Linked DNA regions of Mus musculus: region 2 is linked to region 1. The links are chromatin contacts, called in public Hi-C maps. All regions are on one chromosome and are shown on one strand. The core of a region is the stretch at or near the end of the contact, and the rest is flanking DNA. Distances in the headings are between cores, read along the strand shown. Region 1 holds the start of Mccc1 (methylcrotonoyl-Coenzyme A carboxylase 1 (alpha)). Region 2 holds the start of Pgrmc2 (progesterone receptor membrane component 2).

Region 1 (4,391 bases), core at 746-3,245:
GCTCCCATTCCATACGAGGCAATCTTGAAGATACTGCCCGGTTTTAAAGTATACAATTTTCCCAAACAAGACCACGGTTATATAGAGACTTATGAGCTTAGTTCCTTCATGAAGCATAAAGATCACAGGCTACATTAGATATTATATGACTGCAACAATATGCATATACCCTTTACATGCAACTATGCAACCAGCAGGACTAGTATCTCCCAAGGGTCATGTGAGGAACACCGGAGGCTTAGCATCCTGGGAGGCACACTTTCTCAGATGCTGTCACTCTGGAGCCAACTGGGAAAACATCCATCTTTGGCGGGAGAGCTCTGCTTGATGGCTTCTTCAGAGACTGGTGCTCTTACAAATCTTTCCAATTCAGCCCACCCCACATTCTTGCTCTTCAAGGAGGAAAACTTAACTTTCCTGGTCTTTTAAAGGAATTTTTCAGCTTGGAGCATTGTTTTCCCCTCTGACCTCTCCAGGTAAGTTAGGGTTTAAGGCTTTTCCAGTCCTGCCTAAGAAATCACAGCTTTGTCATGTATCCAACCTGGGACCACTGATAGCCTAAAATGTTTTTTTTTTTTTTTTTCCTCTCAGCTAGTGAAGACTGAGTCAGGCAGTCAGACACACTCCTTAAGTGCAATCCTTTATCTTGACAATGTTCTGATTTCTCTATCCCATTTTTCAAAGCTCTTTTTGCTACATCTCAAAACATTTAAACATGACGAGTAAATTGCCTGCCAGGAGATAATTCACCAATTAAGACAGCCGCTATTCTCATGGGTAGAGTCTGACTAATCAAATTCTTTTCTCTGAGGTATTAGAGGAATCATGGCTGGTAAAAAGAAAGAAAAAAGAAAAGGTAAAATTCTCATGCTGGTAAGAGTTTTAATTTTAAAAACTATTAGCAGGATGACAGCTATAACTAAGCCTTGAGAGGAGAATGACTCTGTGGTATTCTTGGGAACCTAAGGAAATTCACAGGAAGAAAAACAGCACTAATACAACTTTCACCATCTTTCTTATTTAAAATATAGGGTGAAGACCTACATTTTAGTATTCACCGAAAATCCAGGGCATCGACCACTGTTTGTTGAATGGACCATGATGTGTTTAAATTTTTATCCACGTGTTGATTTGGACATACGAGGGGGTTAGTATCGTCTTTATATTACCTCTGCTAGATACAAGTATCATCACCTCCAAGCAGAAGAAACTGAAGCACGGATATTAGGTAACTCGACCAAGGTCACAGGTAAGCTGGGAACCCAACCTTCTGCAGGCAGTTCTTGCCCTTGGGCCAGTACGTTTTTCAGAATGCGAGGAGGTGATGATTATGGTGAAGTAATCTATCTACATGACTTGGGGTTTTCACTGTTGTCAAAGCGTGGAGCTTCGTTTCCAAAAGGATCCGGGGTAGTCATCTGCCAGCTTTGTTCAAACTTGTGAACAAGAGCGTTCGACAAAACTCACCCCTCATTAATTTGACTCTTCCCAGCAATGGGAAAGGTCTCTAGAAATCCTTCTCTGAACTGCACTCAAAATGAGGGAGCTAAGCTGAAAGCGACTTTGGGAAAGGGGTCCTGGTGCAAGCCTCTAGCTACGTATGCCATCTTCGGTTGCAGCACCGTGCGGGGTGCCCAGATCAGAAACCAGCCAAGGTGGCAGAGTCTGTAGGAAGAGCCAAAGACTGAAGTGGGACAGCGCCTACCAAAACTACACACAGGCACTTAAAGGGCTGCTCTCACGTGACCCAGCGCCTCGCATCCGGGCCGCGCACGGACCGGCAGTACCCCTGAGTCACCTCGGCTGCAGCAGCAGGATCGGGACCCGTCGCAACTGGTTCCTGTCCACCGCAGCCAACAACGCCGCCGCCGCCATCTCCGCGCTGTTCTGCTGGATTCCAAAAGCTGCTTGGCTTATTCTTGAAAGCGTCCCTCCCTGCGCAAGCTTCTTGTCCCCGATCCGCCACCGTAGCTCCGAAGAGCAAGTAGGCGTCTCCGCAAGAGCCAATCACAAAACTGGGTGTTTCAAGGTACCGATTGGCTGATTGGACCATGTGCCTGGGGGGTGGGGAGTGAACTGTGAGGGGCTGGGCTCCATCTGGAGGGGCGGGGCCAGGTTTTTTTTTTTTTCTTTTTTTTTTTTTTTAGCACAGAGCATGAGAGGAAAATGCACAGCCCCTCAAACCACCACTCAAGCAAAATGCAAGCTTTCTCACTAAACATCAGGAAAAAGGGGCAGTGGAAACTGCGTGGCAGGAAACAAAGACACAGTAAAAGCTATGTGTAGGTATTTGATACAGCTGAGGCAGAGCTCATATGGGGGAGAAAAACACAGTAAGTGAAACAGCCAATCGAAGGGTTATAAGTGCAAAAACTAAATGGGACGTAGTGGCGCATATTTGCAATCCCAGAAGCTGAAGCAGAAGGATTGTAGTAAGTGACAGGATTGACTAGACAGTGAGTCCCAGGCCAGCCTGAGCAATACGTTGAGGCTGTCCCTCAAAAACCAAAATAAATAAGATATGAAAAACAAACATAAATGCAGAAGGAAAACAAATGTAAAGAGGAATAAATTAGTGAAATCAGAAAACTAACACCAAAGGACAAATAAATCCAGGAACTAAGAAAATAATTAGAAATAAGGGGACACAAGTGGAAGCAGGAACATCAGGAGTTCAAGCCCATCCTAACCTGCAGACCAAGTTCGAGACCAGTCTGGGCTAGTAGTCCTGCACCTGTCTTTAAAATCTAAGATGTTTTCTTGAAAGATTCGAACTTTTAGAAAGTCTGGATACAAATTGGCTTGCTTGTGTATTTTCGAGAAGGTTCCTACTTATCTGGCCCATTGGCCAGCAAAAGAGAACCCATCCCTCTGGAGTTCACCAGAAATGAATTCCTTCCTTCAGGAAGGATATCTTATATTGAGTAAGTTTAGACTTTTATCGGTAGAGTCATCACATAGTTTCAAAACGTCCCTGGGAGTACTTGCCACTGGCTTTGTTTGTGTGGCTGGATATCTTTTTTTCCTACAGAGTTATAAGAACTCTAGTTATAGAGGTTAATATTTCCTCAGGTTTTCATTTAGTTGTTTACTTTTACGCTGTTTCAGGTGTGAAGAGTTCCATATTAAAAAAAAAAAAAAAAAAAAAAAACCACACACTGTTTTCTGGGCGTGGGGAGAAATTGTTTTCATCTTGTACTTAAAATGAATGTAAGATATATATTTAAAACAGCAAAAAAGTGAACATGGCCTCCAAATAAGCAAGAAATAAAGAGGAAAAAAATCTCACATGACTTTTTTTTTTTTTCTTTTTGAGACACGGTCTCTCTATGTAGCCCTGACTGTCCTGGAACTCACTATGTAGACCAGGCTGACTTCTAACTCACAGAGTTTGAGAGCCTGCCTCTGCCTCCCAAGGGCTAGGACTGAATGTGTGCACCACCACACTGGTCTTGATTATATATATATATGTGTGTGTGTGTGTGTGTGTGTGTGTGTGTGTGTGTGTATATATGTGTGTGTGTGTATATATATATATATATATGTGTGTGTGTGTGTATATATATATATATATATATATATATATATATATATATATATGTCCCTGGCTGTCCTGGAACTCACTTTTAAAAGTAGGGAAATCAAATATAGAGAAAACAATAAATTAACAAGAAGCTGATTTTGTACAACTTTGACAAACCAGAAATGAAATGGATTTTACAAGAAAATACTGTTTACTAAAATAGATGCTGGAAAAGAGACAAGATCTAAATAATCCTTCCCCCTGTTTTGAATCCCTCTTTACCTCCACCCCAACTGATGAAAAAGCTCACCTTCTCTAGCTAAAAGAATTTCCATATGTAATAAACAATGGTTCATTGCAGTGCTATTACTTTTTTTCTAGAGCACAAAATGATGGAAAATTTTACAGTTCTTTCTATGAAGATAACATGGATGCCAAAATCAATAAAAAGAACATGTACTTCACACACACATTGATAGTCAACCCCCATTGTGTGTATTGATGGAAAAATCCCATATAAACATTAACTAAAACATAGAGTGATATATAGCAAGGTAAATTTTATTGTAGAAATGTAAGGTTGGCTTACTATTGAGAAGCCACTGATATAGTTGATCATGTTAATGTTTGAAAGAAAAGAAAATGTGTTCATAGGTACTTGACCACTGTTTGAGAAAACCCGGGTGTTGTTCCTTATTTTAGCTCAGTTCAAGAGATGATAGGGTTAGGCTCTCTGGAAAAGAAATGTTGGTTCCCATGATGGTTTGGATATGCTTGGCCCAGGGAGTGGCACTATTAGAAGGTATGGCCCTGTTGGAATAGGTGTGCCCCACACTGTGGGTGTGGGCTTTAATACCCTAGTCCTAGC
Region 2 (4,391 bases), core at 535-3,034, 5.1 Mb after region 1:
ACACACACACACACACACACACACACACAAAGAGATTAACAGATCCAACATCAAATGCTTATTTGTGTTTCTTAGCTCTAATCCAATCAACAAACCAAAACACTCCTAAAATAGCATCCAACTGAGCATAGAAATTAGAAGCGTCTTCAGTGTCAATAAATCAATCAGGGGCAATAAGGAAATTAAAAGGAAACCTAGCTTAAAAGTTGGATGCATACCTTCCAATAAGGGGTCACTTTGGTCTCTAGCTTCATTCTTACAACTCACGCTCTCTCTTCTCCTCCCCCTCCCCTTCTGTCTTTAAAGTTTAATATTAAGCACTGCATAACCAGGCCGCACAATGTTGTTCAATTTTATGGGCTACCAACAGATACCCGGGGTCTGAAGTTTATTTGCACAATCTGCAATATAGATTACCACTACACTGCAAAAGGGCCTCTAACGGCAACTACCTTCCACGTAATTTTCTGAAAGTAAAGTTGTAAAACCTTCAGCACATGCAGGGCAGGGGGCGAGAAGTTCGACGCTTCTAGGTTCGTGCCCCCCCTCACCCCCCCAAGGCGTCTCATTCTGCTAAGGGAAAATACAATAATTTATTTTCAACGGGTATTTGAATACTTATTTTACTATTAGCAGAGAAAGAAGGAGAGGAGGGAAGGAGGGAGAGACTGAGAGAGTCGGAGACAAGAGACACGCCTGCCTCCTGGGCAGATGAGCTCCACCCCCTACACTCAGGGCCAATATCTTTGCCAGTCTTACTTATTAAGGTTTACGTTCTGGTCCGTCCTCATTTTACATACAGTTGTTAATCTTGGAAAGCATCTTGGAGCCCAAACCGACTTTTTAGAAAAAGAATGAAAACGAGTCCGGGGTGGTTGTGAAACCGAGCTCCAGGGCTTGGGACTTGAAACTACGTGTCCCTAGCCCTGACTCTCGGCAGACAAGTCCGGAGAAGGGAAAAAGTAGGCAAGTGTCAAACAGACAACCCAGAATAAGAAGAAAGCTGTCTTAACACTGGGCCAAAAACTTTGGATCGCCACTTTAGCCCTCTTGCCCCGACAAAGCCCAGAAATCAAAACGCTCCGAGGAAAGGTTGAACGCCAACGTGACTAGAGACAACTCTTAACAATTTTGAGAATTTCAGCCCCAGGAAAAGCTGCGAGGAGATACGGATTGGGAAAGGCAAGGAACGCCGAGCGCAGGTCTGTGGGGCGCCACTGAGCCCCCCACGACGCCCGCAGCTGGGGGCGTGCGCGGGGCTGCGGTCCAGGAGCGGGGCCGCGGCGGGGATAGGGTGTCCCGGATCCCCACCCCGACACCCCTCACTCCTCACCGGGGCCGTAGAACTTGCTGCCTTTGGTCACGTCGAAGACTTTCCCATTGACCGCGAGCAGGATGCGCGGCGTGCGCGCCCCGTCGTACTGGCGCAGCTGCTCCAGGCTGAAGTCCCGCTTCTTCATGCGCGGCAGCGTGGCGGCCGGGCTCTCCTCGCCCGCCCCGGGTCCCGAGCACAGACCACGCCGCCCCCAGCGCACCCACAGCCGGTAGGCCCCCAGCAGCACCAGCGCCACCAGCGCCACGTTCAGCAGCATCTCCCCGCCCGTCGCCAGCAGCGCCGCCACCCAACTGCTCCTCGCCGCCGTCGCTCCGGCGCCACCCGGGCTCCCGTCGCCGCCACTCTCCCCGCCGCTCCCCAGGGTGCTTAGCTTTACGTCCCCATCACCCGCCGCCATCACTGCCCGCCAGCGCCTTCCTCCTCCCGCCCCCTGCCCTCCCCAAGCCCGCGGCCCTGCCCACCAGGCGGCGCTCAGCCAATCACGTGAGGGGCTGGGGCGTGGCAGCGCCGGCTGCTTATTGGCTGTTGGCTGGGTAACGTTGTCTGGCTTCGCTCTCGCAGCTCGGGCTCTGGCTGGCAGCGCGCGCGGGCAACGCCCCGCCCACCTCGCCCCACACTTCCCTGCTCTCACAGCCCCAACGCTTTCAGCCTGGGGAGTGTAAGGGAAGGGCGGGGCTGAAGAAAAATAGAGTGTGCGTGGGGCGGGGGGGGGGTGGGCCGAGCCGGCTGTGCGCGTGCGTACTCGCGCGTATGGGCGGAGCGCCGTCAGGGCGCGTGCGCGGGCCCTGGGACGCCACGCGCTGGGCTCTTTTTAGCAACCCCTCCCTGCTGCGCGCGCGTGCGCCCAGAAGCGGCTTCTCTCTGAGACGGCTGGTTCGCGTCTGTGACGACGCACGGCGGAGGCCGCAATAGAGCGTGAGCTGCGGGGCCGCGTGTGAAGCTGGGCTTCGGGCACTAGCCCTAGCAGCGCCGGACACTCGGGTCCCGGCCCACGCTGCTTTTGGGCAGTGCTCCTAACAGGAGTCGGACGCAAGCTCTTCTGCGCTTTGCTCCCCGGCGGTGGGCGTGCGCGGATAAAGCAGCCTGTGGCTCTAGCTCCATAGCCTTGCTCGGGGCCTGCGAGAGTGCTTTCCAGTGTGAATTCCACCCATCTCGCGCCCTCAGCTAGTTTGACAGGCTTCTGTCACTCTGCTTGTGAGGAAGGAAGATGCATCCAGGGAATGGCCAGTTCCTTATAACTTTGAACAACCGGGGGTGGGGGACAGGTATAGACGAATGGTGGCAGCCTAGGGGTGAGCTACCCGGCATAAAGGAGCTGACTCAGAAAGGAGCTGACTCAGGCTTTGGCGTGAACAGTATAGAAAAGTAGGGATGGGCTTTTCTGGCTGCTATTAGTTTTTAGGTAACTGTCTTTAGTGTCAATGGACAGGAGAGCCCTACCCACTAACGGTACTGGTGATCATAACTTCCCTAGAGAGGTTTTAACACTCGAAAGGATGGGAAACCAGCCATTGTACATAAGACTCATCGTGGCTTTTTTTTGGGGGGGGGGGGGGGGAAGGTGCTGAAATTTTTTTCTGTAATGGATTATATATTTAGGTGCTGTGGGCCATAAGGTCTCTCTGTCCCAACTGTTACATAAATAATAGAGAATGAGCATGATAGTGTTTCTATTAAAAATGTACTTAGAGACACCGAAATTTGAATTTGTCATGAAATACCGTCTTTTTGTTTTTGAGACGGTTCAGTGTGTTCCAGATTGGCTTTGCACTTGATATGTAGATGAAGATGGCCATGAACTTGCATACCAGCAAGCACATTCCCTTGCCCATCATTATGACTTTTAAATCACTTAACGTTAAAGTCGGTTCAGCCCCTGAGTAGGTATAGAAACAGCCTGTAAGCTATATTTTGCCAATCCCAGTCTGAGAATTTTTTTTTTTTTGAGTCAGAGCTGTTGTCTTTAATTGAGAATTAGTAAGTGACCATATAATCTTTACACTGCAAGAACGGGAGTAAAGCCAGATTGGCACAGGCCAACCTCAGTAGTCACCAGAAGGGTTAGAAGTCACAGTTCCTGTGGGACTTGCTAACAGAAAATGGAGATGTCAGTGATGGAAACTGGTTTTGGGAAAGAACGGTGGTAGCAATCTCAAGTATCTGTCAGTTGAAATAATGGCAGTAGGAAGAAAGGATCTCGGAGGTTTCATAGTAGGCATCTTTCTGTTCAGAATTGGGTCACAGGCTCTCCTTAAAACATTACCGTTTAGTGAGATTGCCTTTTGTTACATGGCTTTGGGGAGTGCTTAGGGAAGACTGTACTGGACATGGGGCCATGGCTGGTCACTTAAGGCATTATGACATGGAAAAACCTCTTCCTTACTAGTGCAGACTTGCTCCCTTGGAGGGTGCTACCAACTGAGAACCACTGGTATTAACTTGGCCAGGCATAACTCTGAGCTAAATTATGAGATAAATTTGTGCTTCGCTTAAGTGGTTTAGAAGAGAAGAATTGAAAAGCATTGTATTTCTGTTGCCTCCTACATGGGATGGGCAATGTTGGATTGCTGATACTGTCTGGTGAAGCAGAAAGCTTTATGCCCTTCCTAAAACAAATGTCTTGACTTCACATTAGAAACCCTACTCTCACTTGGAGTCCTCTGAACAGGTTATCCTTAAGGTTAGCCTCCTGAACTAGTCCAAAGGAGTTTTTTATTTTTTCATTTTATTTTTGCACTGTCATAGTAATGTCTTCTAGTAGAATATTCCCGCTTTGAATACCTCAGTAACTTTCCAGCTGGTGCTTTCCCAACTTCACTGCTTCATGAAGGGACTCATCTTGTATTTTAATTTCCTTAAATCAAACATCAATCTCAGGGGCCAGGAGGCGGGGACTTAGCAATTCAGACAAGCTGTTTGCATTCAGGGATTTCCATAAATCCCTGTGTGGCCCCTTGTCTTTTCTTAGATAAACTAATCTCTGAGACGTCCTCCCTTAAAGTGATGCGTTTTTTTCTCTATCTGTTCTTTTCCTCTAATGACTTGTTCCTGGGCC

What was found. A called contact is a pair of places that touch in the nucleus more often than the background predicts.
Region 2: a contact with region 1 is called in a Hi-C map of muscle stem cells, with 4 times the contacts expected there. The contact joins the promoter of Pgrmc2 here to the promoter of Mccc1 in region 1. A contact is called at or near these places in 1 of 39 promoter capture datasets (pre-B cells) and 2 of 484 Hi-C or Micro-C datasets (CD4 T cells and muscle stem cells).

Annotation. Positions count from the first base shown.
Region 1 is chr3:35,998,683-36,003,073 of GRCm38.p6, forward strand. It overlaps Mccc1 (methylcrotonoyl-Coenzyme A carboxylase 1 (alpha)), which reads right to left and starts at 1,996. Exons shown (of 19, transcript NM_023644.4): 1 at 1,799-1,996. The coding sequence starts at 1,875. Mccc1os (methylcrotonoyl-Coenzyme A carboxylase 1 (alpha), opposite strand) reads left to right here and starts at 1,231. Exons shown (of 3, transcript NR_029456.1): 1 at 1,231-2,029.
Region 2 is chr3:41,081,262-41,085,652 of GRCm38.p6, forward strand. Pgrmc2 (progesterone receptor membrane component 2) reads right to left here and starts at 1,785. Exons shown (of 3, transcript NM_027558.1): 1 at 1,334-1,785. The coding sequence starts at 1,733.